2 separate regions of the Zea mays genome follow, and region 2 is linked to region 1. Evidence: chromatin contacts called from public Hi-C data. All regions are on one chromosome and are shown on one strand. Each heading gives the region's core, a stretch centred on a gene start, on an enhancer-like site or on the middle of the called end of the contact. The rest is flanking DNA. Distances are from core to core; before and after follow the strand shown.

What was found. A called contact is a pair of places that touch in the nucleus more often than the background predicts.
Region 2: a contact with region 1 is called in a Hi-C map of leaf mesophyll, with 2.7 times the contacts expected there. The contact joins the promoter of LOC100274930 here to the promoter of LOC100276913 in region 1. A contact is called at or near these places in 7 of 25 Hi-C or Micro-C datasets (ear, leaf, leaf mesophyll and 3 more).

The regions. Positions count from the first base shown.
Region 1 is chr5:172,973,555-172,978,673 of Zm-B73-REFERENCE-NAM-5.0, reverse strand. LOC100276913 reads right to left here and starts at 3,644. Exons shown (of 2, transcript NM_001165426.1): 1 at 3,403-3,644; 2 at 2,666-3,308. The coding sequence starts at 3,577. The coding sequence ends at 2,806. LOC100286145 (integrin beta-1-binding protein 2) reads left to right here. Exons shown (of 6, transcript NM_001159033.2): 4 at 1,407-1,558; 5 at 1,752-1,972; 6 at 2,079-2,789. The coding sequence ends at 2,171.
Region 2 is chr5:173,136,443-173,141,654 of Zm-B73-REFERENCE-NAM-5.0, reverse strand. It overlaps LOC100274930, which reads right to left and starts at 3,793. Exons shown (of 3, transcript NM_001365191.1): 1 at 3,676-3,793; 2 at 2,868-3,040; 3 at 2,117-2,545. The coding sequence starts at 3,020. The coding sequence ends at 2,378.

The DNA of each region.
Region 1 (5,119 bases), core at 2,395-4,894:
GTGTGAAGTTTTAGTAAGCCACTAACCTCTCTGTTTTGGTATTTAACTTCATGTTATTGTCTGAAATTATGATATATTGGTATTTTTCCTATGTTGTTTGAAACTACGTTTAAACGATTTTAAACGTTTATGTGGCAGAACACACTAGTAGAAATATGTGGCAAATTCTCTAATAATATCTGCATGAATGAGCTCAGCTCAACGTATTTATTGTATTCTCCATGCAGATCCAGATATGAGTCTAGGTTTGCTGGTGAATAAATATTCAAGAATTGATGTCTTTGTACCATTATCCGTTATGAAATAATGTTTTTAAGCTGGTCCACGTTCTAGTTTTGATCATGGTGTTTTTTCATTATAGACCAATATCATTCAGTCACCTCTTATGTTATGACCGGTAGCCCAGCAGCCCTAATAAAATCAGTGAGTTTGTTTAGATGGATAAGCATTAGTTAGTTTGTTTAAATGGATAAGCATTAGTTAGTTTGTTTAGATAGATAAACATTAGTTTCGAACTCCTGGATAGAGTTAGTTAGTTTGTTAGGGGCTGCTATCACAACCTATATATTGTACTCCTTTGATTAAGGAAGAAATCAAGCAGGCAAGTGTCTTGCCCTTGCTTCCCCCTCAACGTATCTACTGTTCAACCGTGCACTGTTCATCCCAAATGCCGAGTCCCTGGTCCTAGACTTTAAATCTACCACTCGTACTACCTTTGTAACCCTAATTTCAACAATCTGGTATCGGAGATGCCAGGTTCCGACGATGTGACGCCAGGATCAGCACCACCCATCACCTCCACCGTTGTCACATCTATTGATGTGACGACTGCTGCCACCAACCAATTTCATAGGTGGACTTCATGGCATTCCAGCAGCTGATGGTGCAGCAGTTCGCCGCCATCTATGGCATGTCCAACAGGACACTGCCACCACTGCCGCCTCCATCTTCTACCACCACCAGTGCTGCTGCTTCCCCTATGGCATGCCAAGCTATGGTGGCACCCCCCTTCCCACCACCACCACGCCATCCACCACCATCGTTCCCTTCCCATCTGCCACGGCACCCCTTCCATTGCCGATCTCCGCCTTGGTGCCATCGGGACAACCATACCTGTACCCATCCACCAGATTGCCTTCCCACACTCCCCATCCCCGATTCCCAGCTTCCCCAAGGATGCTCTTCCTGCACACCATCACCCTGCTGCAGGCGCCATCACCACCACCCTCACTTCCACAAATTATCCTTCCCTACCACCAGCATAACCCTAGGAGGACGGCGCCCAAACGCCGGGGTACTGGTCCTAGACTTCAAACCTATCACTCGTACTACCTTCGTAACCCTAATTCCAACACTTACGTCAGCAGAGCGAGCAGTAATTGATTGCATGCTCTATTTTGGTGTAGATGCACAACAGGAAAGCATACAACCGAAAAACCAATCACAAAAGCTGTTTCATCTAACCGTACAAAGGCAACACCGATCCAGTCCTCTAAGCAGGGTGTGGGAGTTGATGTGTGTGCAAGGTGTCGTCAAGGTTTCTTTTGCTCCGATCATGGTGAGTTTGTATTCGCAGTAATCTTGTTTTAGTTAAACTGATTGATTCCTATTTATAAGTGTTACACAATTTACCACCCTGCACATATGTTTGGCCACACGTATGGTCCTTTATGGTAATTTGGTAAAATATCTTTATTAGCTGCCTATTAAAAATCTGTTAAATGGAGCTTGCTCTGGTGCTATGTTTTCAGGATCACAGCCCAAGCCACAAAAGCCAGCTGCTACCGACGATACAAACAAGGAACCTGTTGAGAAATCAGCTGTTCCACCGCCCAAGAAAAGGATCGATGTAAATGAGCTGAGGACATGTAAAAATAAAGGATGTGGTAAATCCTACAAGGAGAAGGATAACCATGATTCTGCATGTGACTACCATCCAGGTCCTGCCGTTTTCCATGACAGGATGAGAGGGGTATGTATATATTTGAAGGATTTATTTGAAGCTATATGTTGATTTCTGCCTCTGTAAACAGCTATTCTCGCCATCCCTAAACCCCATATCTGTTCTGTTCTTGCAGTGGAAATGCTGTGATGTTCATGTCAAGGAGTTTGACGAGTTTATGGAGATACCTACATGCACAAAGGGTTGGCATAATGCTGATGCGGTGTGAATTCACGCCATGCTTAAGGCTGTTTTCATGTTGTATCGTCACCTGCCATGTAAACACCATTTCTGCAGTTTATTGAGGATTTCATTTGGAAGTGTGACAAGAGCTTTGAGGATGGGCTCCGGGCTGCGGGCTGCCTAAGCTTTGCGCACGGTAGCTGTCTGGAAATCTTACGTGATTCTCCTTGTACTCTGGACCACATTTGGTGTCTGGATTCAAATTGGGGTTTTGTCTGTTTGAAGCCGAAGGATGCCAATATTTTAACCATGTCTAAGCCAGAGAAGTTAGCGCATGCTGTGGAGCGGTAGAGGTGCCGTGTTTCTTGTGTGTGTTCCATGGCTGCTGGAGAAGTCCTGTCCGTGTACTGGTTTGCTCGGTTTGAGCAGGCAAAAGCCTGGACCATGCATCACTAGTTTGTTCTACCGCTCCTCACTCCCCAGACCAGAAAGTTGTTGCCAATCTACAATATAATGAAAACTTAGCTGCACTCTTGGAAAGAGAAAAGCACAATCTCTTGATTTATTGGATGCTGTTTTGGCGTGCATACACTAGCATTATCATTATGTCATGGATACATGGACATGGGATTCAAATGTAAGTAGTACTGGTAGTGCTTTGGACACGGCAGCGTTCAGGTTCAAGGGATGCCGATGATCGGGATGAACGGGAAGAAGAAGAAGAAGGGAGGCAGTCCTCCAAAACTGAAGGGCGGCCTGTTGCCTCCACGGGACGGTGGAGTCCACGCCGGCGTCCGTGCCGCCGGTGGCGTCGGCCTTAGCGCTGGCTCCATCGGGGCGTTACCACCCTGGTGTTCACGGTCGGCCATGGTCGCAGCGACAGCGGAGCCGCCGCTAGCCGCAGCGCACCTCGTGAAGAAGGCGAGGCGGGAGCCCAGAACATAGGAGGCGGGGTAGGAGGCGGAGCCAGGCCCCCGGGCCGGGACGACGCGCGCGACCGTGAGTCCCCACGGCGCGCAGAGCTGCTCCGTGGCGCCGAGGACCCTGGCCGCGCACGGCGCGCCCGAGGCTGACGCTTCTGCTGGCACGGCCACGTCGAAGTTGCCGCGCCCGTCGGTCTGCGCTGCGTGGAGGCCCGCGCTGCCGTCGCCGTCGCCGGCGCATTTCACCGCCACGACCACACCTGTCACCAAGCACAAACAAAAGGCACGATCGAGAAGTGAGGGACAAGAAGTGAGGTGAGACTGAGAGTGAGACCACCAGTGTACCGTACGTACCGGAGAGATCGTGTCCCTCGGCGCAGTCGAGGCAGGCGACGGAGCCGCGGAGGCGGAGCGCGGCGCTCTCGCACGGCACCGCGCCGAGCGCGACGGCGAGGAGCAGCAGGAGCGCCCCGGCGAGGGGGAGCCGAGGAGGAGCCAGCATAGGGAACGTACGACGAGTGATCTGCATGGACAAGGAAAGCTGGCGCGTCGACCGTTGAGACCGCCTGCTGCTCGGTGCTCGCTTACCAGATGTGTTATGTGTACGCGGCTAGTATACGCACTCAACGCTGTCGCGGGTACTTGTAGTCCGAGGAGAGGAGATCACATCGGCGGGGGATCGGAGTGGCTGTATTGAGGGCACGGCGGCCGATCATCATGTAGCGTAGCCACTGGCCAACCAACTTGTCAGCCTCTACCCGGGCACCTGCGCTCAACTGCAACTCATCATACCAACGACACAGATAGCCACCTGCTCCAACCTCCCAACAACAAAAGAGGGCGGAAGACAACGCCGCCGCTCGCCAGGCTCCTGGTAGCACCACCCGTCAGCCATTGAGGCAAGGCAACGCACCCGACACCCGTAGGCCGTGCCGTAGAGTAAACACAGCTAGCCGTATTTGGACGAGACGAGGCACGGCACGGTGGGGCCGCAGCAGCGTGGGAGATGGTTTTAGTACCACATTGGGACTAAGGCAGTGCGCCGATATTAATACAGTTAAAATTATTTTTTGGGAACATTTAGGGTCATCAAACGTCGACATTAAACTTTCTACTCAAGGGTTGATTAAGATTTGAAGAGAGTACTAGTATACGAACTAACCATGCATCGAGTTTGTATGGGATGTGGCATCTCCTCAAGGATGGTTGCAAAGCCGGCCCGTCGGTACTCTTGAGGGTTGTTGGGACGAAGGTCGAACCAGACCTCGATTAACCCTTCGTGCGACCACGTCTGGAGCTAGGCTAACTTGTCTGTGAATGTGGGACCCAAACATAAATAAGGCTTTGGCCATCCCGCACAGCCGGTGCAGACTACGGTGCATGAGAGCCCTCACACTCTCCTCCGATTGACGTCGTCGGAGCGAAGGCTGGCCACTGCGGGGGCTCTTCGACTCGAAGTCTACCTGGAGGGCTGACGCGTTCGATCCACCGCCAGCTTACCCTCCGAACGAGTTGATCCCACAAGAGCACGCAAAGGCACTGGACCTCGAGGCTGGTTGCGGCGAAGGTGCTAGGAAGCTGAAGGTACTAGGACTTTTATCCCCGGGTCGGAGGCCTCGAGGCAGTGGACGGGAGCAAGGCCCACAAATAGCAGGTGAGAATATGAAATCGAGCCTTAAGCACCACAAATACCATGTACATGTGTGGGCCTTGCTCATTGTGTGCCAGGAGAGCAAATGGAAGAACATGTACATGGTATTTGTGGTGCTTAAGGCTCGATTTCATATTCTCACCTGCTATTTTTTAGAGTGGGTCCACCTGCTAGACCCCAAGGCCCTTTGTCCAGATCCCCTAGCGGGTAAACGATTTGGTGTAATTAGGCACGAGCCAATATTGTACTGTAATTACCCTATTGCACGACATATTCTAAGAATATAGTAGGTAACTAGTGATACGATCATATTTAGGCTTGTGTCCCCCTGATTACCCTATAAATACTCCCGTCCGGATCCCGACACGGATACACTTGACAAGACATTTCAGCTTCCAGGCTAACCGTTTTGTTGTGTGT
Region 2 (5,212 bases), core at 2,544-5,043, 160 kb before region 1:
GAGTGAAAGGTTTTGAGTTTGAATTCTGATTAACGCAATTAAATAAAAATAATTGTTGATCACTCATATTCTAAATCTAAAATCTGAGAGTATTATCGTGAGGAAGAGGGTTAGAATATAAGTAAATTATCTCTCTTCATCAATATAAGCTTTTGAGTTAAATTAATTGGTGCATGAAACTCAATACTCAACACGACGTCGTAGACTCCTACTGTGCGGAGTCATGTGGCCATGTAGGCTCGCCTACTATTAGAGATGGATGCGGATGTTAAAACATCCAAAAGAATCCAATGTTCGTATTTGTTTAGTGACAATTTCGATATCCATAATCGTATTTCATTTTAATATAGATACTAAGTGAATGTATCCGTATTCGTTCGCTATAATTTTTCTTTATCCAATTCAGTATTCATATTTGAACAAATTATAAAATATCTATCGTTATCCATATCTACAAATAACAAAGTACCATGTAAAGCTATCTAAAACTTATGTATCTACAATTAATTAGTAATGTAAGTGATGCCAACTTTAGTACAACCAATAATATGCATTATTTAAACTATTTAAAGCTTATCTATGTGGCTAACAACATTATATGATCTTTTATTAATAATGATATATAATCGTTAGTTTCAATATGGCTAATTATGTTAGTTTTAAGTACTTTAATTATTCAGGTGTTGATTAAATTATATATATAACTATTTATTGACAAACATTATTTTTTGTTTCATTAATGTTGTCTGGAGCATGTAACAAATTTAATGAGTACCGCATTGTTTTAGCGCTTGTAATTAGTCTTTTGGGGACTAATGTTTATTTTGTATTTCCTTGTTACATTAGTGGACATACAGATTCATATATACCAAATGGACTGTATACACTCTTCTACAAGATGGTGATGTCCTACTCAATGCAGTCACATAATTTTTATTTATGGACATGCATAACTTAGTATTGTTGGTTTGAATCTTTTTTGAATGCGCCATTTCTTTGTAGGAATAAATAGTGAAGTCTGCTTAATTCTGCGTTTTCATACCATACATCATGGAGGGAAGGAGCCTCATACAAACGGCTATGGATTGTAGATTGAAATGCCAATAGATCTCTAGTTGATCTCTAGACACTAAGCTTCAAATCTATGAGTGACAGTCGCTGGGTGATCTAAGAGCATGAAAATTATCAAGACCATGATCACCGCTCAACGTATGGAGCTATGTTTATTCTTGGTTTGATCTTATATCCTGATTGATGCTATCTCGCTGCCTGGTGTAACTATACTTCAGTGATCTATGGAACTATACACCGTTTAATTTTAAAAACATACATGTACAAATACAACATGTATTATCAATTGCCATTTGTAAATTATTTTATGAGTCCACTGTCATGGAATTGCAAACGTTTTACGCAAATTCTACCTTTGAACATTTATATTAGCTATACTATTACGTGTCACTAATGTGTTTTACTTGTTAAATCTAAAACATCTCAGCTCCGCTTTGAACATTTATGTTGGCACTGTTAGGACCTACGATATTAATGTGTGTTTGGTTTGTAATCTTCAAACATCTTAGCTCTACTTTGAAATGCTCTATTCTTATTAGTGCTTTTGTTATCATAACCAATTGTTCATTTCCAAGAAGACTGGTGCCAGATTCTTATTAGTCCTGACTCTTGACCTCCACGTCAAGAAATACTCTTAGGACTAGTTTGACAACTCTATTTCTATAATGGATTTTCATTTTCTAAAAAATACTATTTTTCGGAAAATATAAATCTCTTGCCGTTGCCAAACTAGACCTTACAATAAGAATTTTATGAGGAAATAGCATAAGCTAGAAAATCTGATGATATTAAAGCATTTGAAATGCTGAGAAAGAGATTAAATCTGTGTAAATGTGAGAATCTTACAGTCAAAAATCTGTTGGCATTAAAATCGTTATGACGTTTTAAAAAAGTTGCAGCATGCTGCGAAATGGGGAGAAACGGAGACTGTAATATGTAAAGGCAGAGTCCTCTCCTCACTGAAGAGGTTTCAGTGCTATTGTGCCAGAGCACGCATTAAAGAGCAATTTACACTTCTAAAACACCTTCATATCACAATATCTGTAGAGGATAATAAGTATATATAGATGCCTATCATAAAACAAAGAATTTTCAGTTCTCTTAGGGGGGAAAAAGAGGAAAAGGGAAATAAAATTACACGGGTTTTCAAAGGATCAGCGTTCCTTTCTCTCTGGAACTGATCGAATATTGTTCTGTCCAGGCTAATACTACATTATGACTGCTTTTACTGGGAGAACTTCGCTGTCCACATGACTCTGTGAATATCCTATCTTTTTATCCGTATAGTTCATGCCGCGCGACATTGTCAGTCATCCATCATCTGCGGCATCTGGATCTCACTAATATAAGATGTCAAAGAAGTTCCAGAACGATTAACTGTCCTGTTGTTGCCACGACACTGCACCAACTGTTGCTGAAGATTTCGGACAAAATTATTCAATCTTTGAATCATCTTTTCTTGAGTGAAGATTATCTGAAACAAGTATAAGGTTATAGCCAAATTTGAATACTGCTGCCAAAAAAAGATCTCTTCCAGTCCTCTAGTACGACACAATAATTTTCTTTCTAACCAAATTGCAATGTGCTGGGACAACAACATAAGACTATATCTAATATGAGGTTACTGAACACATCTCAACGCTTACACTTACCATGAAAATAAGGTCTTGGAAGCAATAATTTGCATGTTATTAGAGCCCTGCTATTCAAGCTCCTTTTCATCTCAAATTTTGCCACTATCTAAAACTAAAAAAAATCGCTTAAAGCATTCAGATACACAAAGTGAGTCGCCTCACCTGATCCTTGACAAGCTCTTCTCTACTTGAAACATGTTTCTGGTTGCGAGCCGTAGATTCCAACTCGTTTACAAGCTGTTGCTTCCATTCAAACTGGGATGTGATTATGAGTACCACCAACAGGAAGACAAGCACTACAGGCTTTGACACCATTATATTGTATGAGAGGAAACCTAGAAACAAATTCATCAATGAACGCACTAATATGCAGACATTGCTATTCATCTGAAAATCACGAAGTGCTTTTAAAAATAATATAGGGAAGTGAATAAAAGGTACGCAAACCAAATCACGACCTTTCTTTTAGTACTTGTTTCAATGCGCTACATACAAGAACAAGATTAGCCCCTTCGATGCTATTCCAATCAGTACTTGATATTTCCCCATCACAGGCAACTGAACTACTGAAGTGGAAGTGTATGGTCCATGACTCATGAGACTCATGACAATAACTGTTACAGCAATTACCAAGATTCGCGGGCAAATCCAATTCTCAGACACGCGGGCGCTCGAAACAAAATCGACCAATATGGTAGGGATCCCCTATTTATTTATTTATTTTAAAAAATAAACTCGAGTGAACTTTGGGGGCCAACGCCAACATGTCGAGGCGCGCCAACAGGAGCAATTAGCAGACGCTATCGCACAAGGGGGGCACTCTACTAAATTTGGTTCCGTTGGCAACACAACGATCACCGCACAGGGACCGACTTGCGCCACGCACGCACGAAGCGAATGAACGGGCGGGTCACGGAAAAAGACGAGAAGAGAGGAGGGGGGAGCGGCCGACCAGGAGAGGATAGCTCACAGGGCAGCGGCTCATCGGCTGACGAAGCCGCGGGGCTAGTACGGCGAGGCGATGAGACGGTGGCGGCACGTGGCAGCTGCCGCCGGCGCCCGGCGAGAAGCGGTTGCTTGGGAGGAAGATAAGCGAGGAGAGGAAAGAGAAAACCTGAAGAAACTGCGGAAAATGGGGAGAAGCACGGCAGCGGGCGGGGACCCACTCGGTTTGGACGTTGTACGAATCGTGCGGTTGTGGTTTCCGCGACTCCGCCTGTCCGCCGTCTGATTATGGGGCCTTCGACGGTTGGAGATGGAAGGTGTGCTTCGTTAGGTGCCTTGTCCTTTCGGATTTCCCCCCTAATCCGCTTAGTTTGAAATTTTAAACCCCTCAAAAATAGGAGGAAAATAAGGGTTTGTTTGAGAGCATAGGATTGATAAATAGTTAGAGATTTTAACATTCTCAATCCCCTTGCTCCAAAGAAGCCATGGTGGGGAAAATAACTAATATGTTCCCCAAGCCCATCGAATTTCAGAGAGAATTTGAGTTTCCAACTAGCACTCAAATTTACAGCGGGTTTTCTTACAATTCCATTCCCAAGTCAGCAAGGTGAACAATGAAAAATCTCAGCTGAACTGTCAAATTTCTACGATATATGATTAGATGAGTTTTGTTTGTAAGATAGGTGTTTAAACTTGTCGTTGTGTTATTTTGGTTTTTAATAAACTTATAAAATTCTCATTGAATACCTAAATTATAAAATTCTCATTGAACCCAAATATATTTAACCTTAGCTCTCCATGTCAGATATATAGGACTCAATAAATCAGTTGAACCTCCTCCCTCACTCTTCTTACTCTATAGTCACCTTTGTCTCTCTTCTCCGTTGAGCCCCCTAGAGATTGTGTGCCTGAGTGACAGAGTGAGTGTATCTCTATCATAACTATAATGAAATGTGTGCCACTATCGTCATCCTTGTCCTCATCTTCTTGCTTCCATACTTCCGCGTTAGGGTGTACAAATTTTTGGATGGCTAAATAAGGGTGACCATTTATTTAAAATTTTCTAGCAAATACACATTAGACAAATAGTTAGCATAAAAGAATATCATAATATTCACTACCAGTATCTGTAGCTTTTAAGAATAAGGTGATCAAGACTTACATGGTCCTACTGCTTAAGAGATCAACTAAGCTATGTCACTAGAATTGATAAACTAGCTAGGTTTGTTCTCTAGGATGACAAGTTCTGCTGAATAGCACAAATAATGTAAGAGTAGAGTAACAATCAATACCACAAAAAGAAGACAATATATATCTATGTGGTTTAGTGATGTGCCATTTACTTACATGCACTTTGAGGCAAGCCAAATGATCATTGATCCTCTACCAACCTCAACAATCCAACAAGATTGGCTTCGGCATAAGTGCATGATCTTTAATTATCTCTATCACTAGGTGCTTACAAATACTAGATATATGGATCATATTTTATAAATTTCATATGGAGGGAAGCGAAGGCAGCACAAGGAGCCATCAGGAAAGGTGTATCAAGGTGAAACAAC